Regions from separate parts of the Gossypium hirsutum genome. Here region 1 is linked to region 2. Evidence: chromatin contacts called from public Hi-C data. All regions are on one chromosome and are shown on one strand. The core of a region is the stretch at or near the end of the contact, and the rest is flanking DNA. Distances in the headings are between cores, read along the strand shown. Region 1 holds the start of LOC107924614 (syntaxin-21). Region 2 has its middle 3.3 kb from the start of LOC107924704.

Region 1 (2,945 bases), core at 315-2,814, 190 kb before region 2:
AAAATCAATCGAGTAAAAAGACGAGAGAATAAAAGCATAAGCAGATAAAGAAGGGGAAACCAACAAGTAAACCAATGTCATCAAGGGTGAAATGAAGTGCTCGTGAGAGGTTACAGACACAATGGATGTGTCTTAGAACACCCAAAATAGGACCGACTTGCATCCTTGTACCATAATTATTATCATAAAAATATTACGTAGTTTTCTATTTTTGGAGAAAAGCTGAACAAATTAAACAAAATTGCAGATTTAACATGCACTAACTTCTGCATCTTGATCAGCTTCACTTGCTTCCCTTAGTTTAGCTGAAGTCTCTTTGACCAGCTGCCCAATATGTAGCCTTGTCTTGTGCCTGCCAATGCAAACATCCAGATATAAGGACCAATGCCAAGCAAAACCATTGGTTGCATTACATATCATGTTGAGCAACAAAATAAGAGAGAAGTCGCTCTCATCCCATAAATTCCATCTAATCTATTCCGAGATTCATGTCAAAGATATCTAAATTGAGTCCCAAGTTCTAATCACAGGAACATGAAAGGTTAAATAGCATTAATCATGCAATCAGTCATTCATTCACTCAATTATTTGTTAGTTGTACATGGCTAAAAAAATAATCCCACAAAATAACAAAAATTCAAAACTCCACAAGAAAATTGTCCAAAATCTTGAATAAGCGTAAAACAAAACCAAGGGCCAAATACATTTTGGCTCCATAATTATATGGTCAATTTAGTTAAAAAGGCTAATCAAGTTAAATTATCCCAATAATAAATCAGAAAAACCCATCTTCGAATTGACCTTAAAGGGGGGAAATTGTCAATTAAATTACTCGGTAGATGATCCAAGTACAGAAAATCCTGAAAGAAGGCCCAAATTTACCGTCTTTTGATTCGATGAAAAGTAAGCTTCAATTAAAACCAAAACTCAAATACATTTATAGCCCAGAATTTTATATGTTCAAATTTAAGTTTCATATCCAAAACGAATACACATAAAAAAAGTAAATCAATTTAAAATTTCCCGATAAAGAAGAAAAAGAATCAAAATAAAGAAAACTGTTATTTGGGGGGGGGGGGGAAGAGAGAACATACAACTTATCGCGTAATTCAAAGGTGTCTTTAGGGGTAGCGAGGGAATTAACAAGGCGATCAAAGGCCAAAAGAGCAGTTCTTAATTTGAAAATCCCGGCCGCCACCGACTGCGAAGGCGAAGTGTCTCCTATTTCTCGCCTCAGCTTTTGCTGTGAAGAATTCAAGTAATTATTAGGGTGTGGCGTAGCGAACCCCGCTTCAAGATCCTGGAAACTCATCTTGTTTCTCTTGTTCCTTAAGGTTGGGTTGAAGAAAGGCAAAGGAAGAGTAACGAAGGATGAAAACTTGGCGTCGAGTTGTTGATGAAGTCTTTTATCATTTTAATTTATAAATTAAATTATTATAAATTAAAAACAAAGAAAAACTTGTTTGGTGTAGCCGCTGTTCAAGTCAAACTAAGACATTCTAATCTTCAAAATAAAATAAATAAATAAATTTCTGGAAGTTTCCATGGATTTGGACATCATACCAAATAAATTATGGCCATCCAAATTTTTTTTATATTCAAAACTTATTCAATAATTAAATGTGAAATGTTTTTGCTTATAAATTTTCATTATTTTTTAGGGTTCATATAATGTCCTTTACCACTTAATCCACATCTTTCTATATTAATAATAATAATTGAATTGAGACTCAATCAATTTAAAATTTATTTTTTAAAATATTAATTTTTTTAATTATATAAAAATAATAAAAGACAAAAACATTATTATAATATTATTTATTGATTTATTAAAAAATATTTTTTAAGTTATTTTTATGATTAAATTAGTGTTGCGTTGACACTTAACACATCACATCAAATTCATCAAATTTAAATTTTAATCTCAATTCTCTCTTAAATTTACTTTAGGTTTAAGTCTATCATATATAGATGTTAGCTTTATCGAGTCTTACATTGGTTTCATTCTAGTTATAGTTACTCAAACATATATTATTTGTTATTTAAGGAACAACAACATAAGGTTTTTTATTAAAAAAATATAAAAAAAATTAAAAAATTTGAAAATAATATACTTAAAAAACTAAATACGAAAATGGTATAGTCAGAGTGGTCACGCCACTCTGACAGGCGGCACCACCCTGACGTGACACCTCCAACAGTAAAAAAAATTGAAAAAGAAAAAAATACTGAAAACGAAAAAAAATTAAAAATGGGTCATGTTGGTGCCAGAGGCGGCACCGGTACCAGGTGCTTTTCAGGCGATTTGACCCCTCATGCAGAGGGGTTTTGTTTTTTTGTTTGGGGGACCATAATATATGGTCCCCAAGCTTCATTTTCAGGAACAAAGAAGAAGAAGGAAAGAAGAGAAGAAGGAAAGAAGAGAAGAAGAAGAAAGAAAAAAAAAGGGGAGGAGGAGAAGGAGGTCGGCGGTTGAGAGAAGAAAAAAGAAAAAGAAAAAGAGAATGAGAAGAAGAAGAGGGAAGGAAAAAGAAGGAAAAAAAAAAGGTAATTTTTTTTATAAATTTGAGTAATTAATGTTAGTTTAAATTATTTGTTTTAGTAATTATTGTTGTTGATTGATTTAGATTTAAATCAGATATAATTTTTATTTTTATTTCTTTGCAAGGTGTTATTTGGTTAAGAAGAGATATTAAGGTATGTTTGTATTTATTTTATATTTTCATTGAAGTATTAAGCATTTATGTGTAAAGAATATTTTTTTGTTATTATTTTATGTAATTTATTTATTAAGTGTGTGTTTTAGGTTGTTTAAAAAGATTTTTTAAATTTATTTGACTTATTATGGAATTATTTTTATTTTTTTTTATTTTTTATGTGATGGGGGATTTAAACTTTTTACAAAAAATAGTATAAAAAATAAAATATTAAAAATATATTAATGA
Region 2 (3,015 bases), core at 128-2,627:
AGAAAACGCGAATCACACTAAAAACACAGCCAAGAAGCCAAGTCACAAAGAAACTCACTCGAAAACCTCCGAACCCTAGTGAAATCTCCTTTTCAACTAAGACAAGAAGAAACTAAAAAAAAACCCAGAACCCAGACAAATGAACACAAGAAAAGATAACAAGAAATGATGAATACAAGAAAAGATTACAAGAAATGATACTAAAAAACCTGCATAAAACTACCAAACCCTACCTAACTTTTTTTAAAAAAAACAAGAAGAGAAAAAAACCTAATAAGAGAACGAGAAAACACATAAACTAAATGCACTCCATGCAAAATAGTAAAAGAGTGATCATATTTAATAATATTGTAGAAAAGTCAAAGGGAAAATTTGCCATTAATGACATGCCATGCAAAATCGAATCAAAGAAACATGATAAACGTACGAAACCATGAACAGTTACAATTGTTTTTAATAACAAAGTGAAAAATAAAGTCAGCCACTAAGTTACTACTCCTGTTTGTCCAACTGACTTTGACTGAATCATACATATCTAATTGAGTACACAAAGCTTTAATATGGCTACCCATTATGGTGACATCATTCTCCCTATTATTAATCTTATTTACCAAATTAGCATAATCGAATTCCCATATAATTTCTGCTTCTTCAACCTCTTAGCAACCTTTAGACTTTCTTCAAAAGCCACCATTTCTGCCCATTCAGCGATCGACGAGCAGTCTTTAATCCCCCCACTTCCACTAACCACAAACCCGTCTTTGTCTCTAGCAATGACTCCATAACCCATCTTTCCATTTGAGATCGTCGCTTCAAAGTTAATTTTAATAACACCATTCGGCGGTTTTGTCCAAGCTTTACAAATAGCGGTCGCCGAAATAACAAAAGAATTAACTAGATTATGAACTCTAAAGCCATCACTAAGGATCATCGCCCTTTCCTAAACCCCACGAGCATCGTCCTTGTTGTCCTTAAAAATTCGGTTGTTCCTGCTGTGCCAGCAGTTCCATAACAAAGTAAGGAAGTCGGCAGCAGCCTTCAAATCCATAACCCGAAAAGTGTCTTCCAGTCAGTCAATGCACCTCATGTAGTTACCATTAATTAACCGATTGTCAAGCCTTCCATGAGTCAAAATTTCCCGAGTTGATGGACAGTCCTTCAACGCATGAATGAGGGTCTCCTCATCAGCATTACAACGCGGACCTTTCCTCACAAAGTCCTGCCGAATGAGCTCAATTTTATTATAGGTAGGGAGGATCTCATGGCCAACCCTCCAATTGAACACCTTGATTTTTGGCAGCATCTTCAATTTCCAAATAACACGCAAGAAGGCTCTATGAGGGCCAAAGCCCACTCTCTTAAGGATGAGCCAAGAATACGCCATCTTTGAAGTGTAACAGCCATACAGATTATGAATCCAAGTCAATCTATCTTCGAAGGCTCCTTTAGAGATGGGTAAATCACAAATTTGATCCCCCACCTTCTTACCAAACAGCTCACACACCTTCTCCTGGTTTCACTCCATATTATCTTGATGCCATATGTCTTTAATCACCTTTTCACTTTCGGTCAGCAACGCATGGTTAATGGAATCCCCGCTAAGACCCTGGAAGCCCCACTTATCATGCCGAATATCAATTCTTTTGCCATCACCAACGAGCCAGACAAAACCATTCTCAAGTGCCTTAGCTGCTTGAGCTATACTAGACCATAAACGAGGGCCTCTTAGCCCAGAAACTATTTCCATCAAGAAAGTACTTGGAACTAAGAAAGTGTCTTTGAAATGAATAAGTCGCCACACCTGCCGACCGAGAAGAGCGATGTTGAATAGTAGGTCCCGAAAGCCCTTACCTCTCATACTTTTTGGTTGACATAACCAAAAACAGGTCATTTTAATTGTTAAGAAGGGGGCAATTTTGTTCATTCTAGGTCAAACATTATAGCACTATAAATAACACTTTAAAACATATTTTAGGGAGCTTGGGATTTAGGTTAATTTTAGTTAGTGGCTGTTGCAACATTTCATTTTCTCTTTCTGCACTTTCTTTCCCGACTCAAAACTACAAAGACCTTCTTGTAGCTTTGAGTGTTTACTATAAACTTTAATCAATTTTTCTTTAATTTTTGCTTCCAAAGTTGCAATTGAATACTCAAAACCAAGGGATCTTATGTTACGCTCTATTGCAACAATTGAAATCAATGACTTCAACAAAATATCTGAGCAATTTCTGAACTCTTTAATTTTTGTACTGTTTATTTTTTAAATGAACATGAAAATTATTGGGCTTTGTTTGTTCAAGATGAGAATGAACTATTTTTTTTTTGGTAGTTGATTAATTGAATTGTTGAACAATTATTTTAAGGATTAAAGACTAAATTGAATAATTCGACCAAAATTTAATAGACATAGAGACTTGGAATTGACAACTCTAGGTGTAATAGATAAATGAGGCCGAAATGAGACTTTATCTTGTAAGAAATCAATTGGACCCATTTAGTTTTAGCTAGATCAAGAGACTAATCGGACTAAATTGTAAATTAGCTAGGTAAATTATTGACCAGAAGGTATTAATTAATCCGGTTAGAAAATTATTCCTTCCAATCCCCTAACCCGAGAATTAATTATCAACACAGAAGTTAATCAACTATCGTTGTTTTCTTTGACTATTTCTGTTATAAATTTTAGAATTTTTACAATTAAGTCCTTTAGTTATCATTATAGATTAAAACTTTCAATTTGTGATGTGTCATATTATAGTTTGTTAGATTTTAGCTATTTAGACTTTCTCTTTTGCATGTTTGTTACTTTTAATTCAATCTTATCAATCTATCCCTTGTGAGTTTGATCCTTGTAATATTCCATAAGTATTTCATTGTACACTTTATAAATATTACAACTTGACCTGTTACACTTGCAGTACACCGCATGTTTTAATCATTATTTGCAATTTTCTCTGCTCGTTGCACGTACATTGAGGCACAATGAACAACCTTCTTAGTTATTCTCATACCATG

Evidence for each region. A called contact is a pair of places that touch in the nucleus more often than the background predicts.
Region 1: a Hi-C map of leaf shows a contact between it and region 2, with 2.0 times the contacts expected there. The contact joins the promoter of LOC107924614 here to the enhancer-like site in region 2. A contact is called at or near these places in 2 of 34 Hi-C or Micro-C datasets (hypocotyl and leaf).

Annotation. Positions count from the first base shown.
Region 1 is chrA02:102,399,408-102,402,352 of Gossypium_hirsutum_v2.1, reverse strand. LOC107924614 (syntaxin-21) reads right to left here and starts at 1,564. Exons shown (of 7, transcript XM_016855146.2): 1 at 1,095-1,564; 2 at 265-352. The coding sequence starts at 1,312.
Region 2 is chrA02:102,208,228-102,211,242 of Gossypium_hirsutum_v2.1, reverse strand. No RefSeq gene overlaps it. Among protein-coding and RNA genes, the nearest start is that of LOC107924704, 3.3 kb to the left of the region's middle. Within about 2 kb of position 1,377, at least 8 of the 9 cell types and tissues checked have an H3K27ac peak or open chromatin away from gene starts, as enhancers often do. A contact at or near this core is called in hypocotyl and leaf, where this site is marked.